Regions from separate parts of the Gossypium hirsutum genome. Here region 1 is linked to region 2. The links are chromatin contacts, called in public Hi-C maps. All regions are on one chromosome and are shown on one strand. Each heading gives the region's core, a stretch centred on a gene start, on an enhancer-like site or on the middle of the called end of the contact. The rest is flanking DNA. Distances are from core to core; before and after follow the strand shown.

The links. Hi-C and Micro-C count contacts between places; a contact is called where the count stands out from the background.
Region 1: a contact with region 2 is called in a Hi-C map of leaf, with 4 times the contacts expected there. The contact joins the enhancer-like site here to the promoter of LOC107946426 in region 2. A contact is called at or near these places in 16 of 34 Hi-C or Micro-C datasets (fibers, hypocotyl, leaf and 2 more).

What each region holds. Positions count from the first base shown.
Region 1 is chrD12:51,196,955-51,199,654 of Gossypium_hirsutum_v2.1, forward strand. No RefSeq gene overlaps it. Among protein-coding and RNA genes, the nearest start is that of LOC107946428, 16 kb to the right of the region's middle. Within about 2 kb of position 1,312, at least 9 of the 9 cell types and tissues checked have an H3K27ac peak or open chromatin away from gene starts, as enhancers often do. A contact at or near this core is called in fibers, hypocotyl, leaf and 1 more, where this site is marked.
Region 2 is chrD12:51,113,868-51,116,615 of Gossypium_hirsutum_v2.1, forward strand. LOC107946426 (alpha-xylosidase 1) reads right to left here and starts at 1,339. Exons shown (of 3, transcript XM_016880747.2): 1 at 1,034-1,339; 2 at 252-934. The coding sequence starts at 1,260.

The sequences.
Region 1 (2,700 bases), core at 62-2,561, 83 kb after region 2:
TGATTTAAATGTTCATTGTATGAAAATTGATGTGACATTGATATATTTGATAAAAATGGGAAGAAATCTCGGTTGAATGAAAGGAAAATTCGATGGATCTTTAAAAAGGAATTGACGGTAAAAAAAAAAGATCTAGCCCGGACGGGTGATCCTATCCTGATATAGCCCTCCCGAAGAATATATGTAAAATGGATTTAGCTTGGACGAGCAATCCAAATTAGGGTCTGAATTTAGCTTGGACTAGTAATTCAGATCCAAGCTCATTAGAGTAAATTGTCGTTGCAGGGAATTTAGCATGGACTGTTAATCCTGACAACACTCTATAAGTTTATATTATAGGAGATTTAGCCTAGACTGGTAATCCCGCTGTAAGGATGAGGTTCGCGGGAGTGTGCTCTTTGAAATGGAAATGTGCGCAATGAATATGAATTTATAGACCCGGAATAGTACGCTAAAAGCGTACCTCTGAAAATCCATCGAAATTTTAAGAAATTTAATGGGATAAATATGTGAAATAATAAGGGTAATAGAAAACATGGAATTGATGAGCTCATCAATCATTAATATTTGTATTGAACTCATATAATGTTATCTGATTAATGTTTTGGTTGAGTTTTTGTGTGATAGGTAAATGGTAAATTGAATGGATGTATGAATATTTATTGTATTGTATTAAAAATATTAGGTAAGTATAATTCTTGTTACATGAGCTTACTAAGCACAACGTGCTTACCCTGTTTCCTTTTTCCCTGATTCATAGTATTAGAGCTCGGAGGTCGAATTCGGTCGGAGACACATCACAATATCAACTTCAACATTTTGGTATATCAAGAAACTTTATTTTGGAATCAATGGCGTGTATAAGTTGATAAAGTGAATGTTAATGTAAAATGAATGTAAAGTTAGCCATTGGTATGGTTATCAAATCCTAGTTTTGGTATGTGATGAGGGATATGCGTAAATCTATCTTGAAAATATGTTGAATTGGATTGGTTGATTTGGTTTGATATCTATGTATTTGATTCGTAATAACGAAAAAATTAATTCAAAAAACTCCGGTAATGCCTCGTACCCTATTCTGACGACGAATATAGGTAAAAGGTGTTACAAGGATTCTGGGTCCCATTTGACCGGATCTCAAGCATGGACTTCAAATCCATTTAATAGATTCCAAATTGGAAACTGGACTTGGCTAATTAGTAAATCCCCCGATAAATTAAAAAAAAAAAGGAAAAAGTAAGAGCCCCGTGATGACTTATGAATTTGCTTCCCCATGCGCTTGCATCTCTATCATCCCTAACTCTCCCTGCCTTTTTTTCTCTACTTCGGTCTCATTATATAACCTCCTGTCCCCCACCCCTCTCTCTCCACCTCAATCTCCCTCCTTCACGTTGCTTTATTCCTAACTCTCTCTACCACCTAAACCTCATTCTATTCTTTTTTCCATTTTAATGGATGAGTTAAATAGCAAGAAGTGGGCTAGGGATGATGTGAAGAGACTCAGAGATGATTTATTTCTTAATGATTCAGATTCCTTGCCTCTTAATCATGACCTTGCATCTGTAATGAAGAGTTTTAAAGAAGAAATGGAAGTCATCCCGTGACTTCGACGGAATCTATGCCGATTGTGGATCTCACTTCAGATTTCGGTGACTTACAACCAAATCTTGGTTACCTTCTTGAGGTTTCAGATGATGAACCTGGTCTGCCTTCCCAAACGGCTCCCACAACTGATACTAAGGGAAGGTCCGAAGTGACCGATTTTGTGCGAGTTGACTCAAACTCCTCGGGAATCGATGATTCGTATGGGTTCGAGGAATAGAACCCTAACTATGATTCTTTCGAGTTTGGATTCGTTGATAATTTCAATGATGGCACCGTTGTATATGATGGACTATTGAAGTATTCCGATGTCTATTACGATTCCTCTGATATTTCTGGTCAGCTATGGCTATTTGAAACTTTGTCGGTGGAGTAAAAATCCAAACTTAAAATCCAAAAAAACAAGAGAGAAGAAAGATAGCAAACCAAGCTATACGCTAGGTAGTCGTAGCCGATTTGTAAATTTTTTTTAGCTCTTGTTGGGGTTTGTGTTAGAATTTTTTTTATTAAAGGAAGTTATAACATACAATGTGGAGTAGAAATTTGAACTGAAAGATGCTTGCGAGCCTTGACCAAACACGGTATAAATCAATTGATTTTGTTGCTAAAGTGGGAATAGTGATGAAAATTGATTTTTTTTTCTTATTTTGCACAAATTAGGTCTCACGTGTGCTGTAAAAAATGAGTTGCAGTGGAGATAGGCGCAAATCTTACATATTTGAGATAGTGAAAGATTAGAAACAAGAGTATAATTATGTGGTAATTGGGGCATGGTCCTGTGTGTTGGGTGGTGCCGTGCCGAATCTCTTCTGAATGGGTAAATTGTAATACTTTATCTGCCTTAAATTTAGATTTGGACAATGTGAGATGTCTTTGCTTCGAATAAGGAACTCAGTAACGTACCAATTTTTTTATCTGTATTGTTAGTTTTTTTATAGACACAGGTACATACTAGGTTTGTCGATTTTTAAAAAATTAATATAAATATTCTAAAAATCTTTACGTTCATTAAATAGTTTTTTAATATAAAATGTTTGATTTGGTTATATTTATTTATTATCAATATGTTATATAAACATTTTATTTATTATCAATTTA
Region 2 (2,748 bases), core at 89-2,588:
TATTATGATTCAAAATTATGGATTTATTTAATGCTACATTTATCATCAAAATCTAACCTTTCCCATATAAAAAAGGAAATATTGGTCATATCATAAAAGATTGTTTTTGAGTCAATGCCATTAGATTTAGCTTGAGACCTTTTTGTGTTAAACCCAACATAATATCCACAGTGAAGAACATAAACAAATACTTGAACAAAATATGAAAACGTTAAACGTAATGCAATGCAAGTGAGAAAACGAAAGCATACCTAGAGACCAGTAAGGCATGGGAGCGGGCCTGCCGATAAAAGAGGTGTACTGATCAACAAAGCCAAGGGGAGTGGGCCCGGAAAAGAAGTAAAAGTCAAAAACACCACCTATTATCTTATACGTCAATGAATTCCCTCTGTAAAACACATCCATGCCATTGCTGTTCAACAAGAGAACAGCATGTGCAAATGGCTGACCACCCACATTCCTCAAGTCCATGTAAACAGGGTGGGATCCGTACAAATCAGTGTTGAGGTTAATAGCTGACACATCGGTTGTGTACAATGTGTAAGGGTCATTGGGATACAGCTTGATGCCATGCGGTTGAGTGTTCTCTCCAAGTCCATACAGTGAAGCATCTTTAGGCAACTGTGTGGATATCTCCAAGTACTGATCCTTAAACACCATTTCTCCGAATGAGTCCGACCCTCCAGAGCTGGAATTGAAAAGGGTCTGCCCATTTGATTTCCTTTTCACCGCAAAGCTAAAAGGGTCGGCTATGAAGCTGAATATGAGCTCAGACCCTGCAAGCTCCGACACTGTTAAAGGGTTCTTTCTTGATCTCCCAATCGTTTGCTTCAATGCGGGTGGTTGTTCCCTTGGTAAAAGATTGTACGGAACTTCCCATCTCTGCTTCTCAGCATCTGTTATGTGTACCCTCAAACGATCTTCCGTCTCATGCCTTTAGAAGAAGGGAAAAAAAAGGAAGAAATTTTTTATTAAGAGGAATGTAAATGCAAAAGAGGCAAAGATTAAGAGTAAAACTAGACTGGTAACTTACTTGACATAGAGTTGCAAGAGAGGAATATCAGGACCATATATGTTGTTCTTTTGCTTGACCTGAAGGTGACCCAGAAAGCCACCATCAGGGGTCTCTTCAGCTGAGATCAAACGGTACCCTTTTCCAATCTTAGTGGGGGCAGATGAAAACCCTCCATAGAAACATGATAATAAAACCAGAAGAACGTAGAGGGAACTCGAAGAAAGTAGGTAAGTTGGAGAGAACATTACTCAAACAAAGCAGAGAGCAAAGAGAAGAGTGAGGAGCAAAGAGTGTTAAAAAGGACTACATAGGAATAGGAGTCACTGAATGAAAGAAGTGGCAGTCGTTTGATGCATGAATAGGGTGGTCTTAGACACGTGATGATGATGGTCTGTGGACCAGATGCCTCTCCCTGTTTTGATCATAAAATCTTTTTTCAACCAAGAGTGGTCCCATTTCTATCAACGACTTTGGTTGATAATGTCGTAGATTCATCAAATGAAGACATGGAGATATCTTTGTTATATTCTGCTTTACTGGTCTCAGTAACACCCCCAAGCAAAATCATGATATGTTACAATTAGTAGAGAAATGGTGATAGAGTTGGAGTAGCTAGAATCCAATGCAATCCATGGTCATAGATGGGCTTTCAAGTTTGTTCAGTTCCTGAGAGATCAAATATATTTTATAAAAAGAAGGGGGAAAGGAAACACCTTTTCTTCTACGCTCATAAATCAGGTATTCATAGATAGGAATCTTGCTGTTGAAACCTATTTACTAATATTAAATGAGGATGAAGAAACATCTTCATCTAATTTACAATTAAAACAACCACAAGTTAGGAGGGTTAAAAACCCCTGCTTTCTTGCTTGTATATTAGTTATCCATAGCTAATATGCTAAACTTAAATTTTATTTTAATAAAGATTATGAAGTCGGTGGCAGTGTTTTCTTAAGCATAAGGGTCAAACAATTCAAGCATTTATATATTAAAATGTCCATTGAAAAATAGGCATCATTTCAGTCCTAGAAGAAGTTATCCTCAAGAAAAATATTGGGAAGATTAAATTATAAGGAGGTGGTCCCAATTTCTTGAATCAACAAATTCATTGATATTGTTCTTGTTATTGTACTTTGATGACAAATGAGTAAGGATGCAAGAAGAAAAATTGGTATTGTAGTAACCGATAAGGGCTCGTGACCCTTAAATCATGTCATTACGTACCCCAAGTATGTCCACATTATCACTGTAATCTGATTCTATTTTGTCTTTTCAAGGGCATGGGCATGGGTTTATGAAGGATGAATGGACGCTTTTTCTCTTTCTAATTATTTAGTATGTCTTTCAAATATTAGACATTTTGCATCTATACTTAACTATATAATCCGTTAGAATAAAGATAACAAGCATTTTAATTTTATGATAATCGAGAATTGGGAACAACATGGTGAATCTTGTAAGAAGATTAAGAGATTGTAGGGGGAAAAGCACTGGAAAATGAAGTTAAATCCAGTATCTTGGGATCCCACTCTTGTTTGCCTCGTAAATTAGATATACGGCACTGTCATTACATGGAGAAATTAATATATGATTAAAATATTTGTAATATAACCCCCAACTTTAATTTTAACTTCACTGCCCCTTTCCAATTGGATTATGATACTGTCATTGCTTCATCTCCTTAAGTTTGTTCTCTGGCGTTTTCGACTCACACCTCGGAACTCTAAGCACTG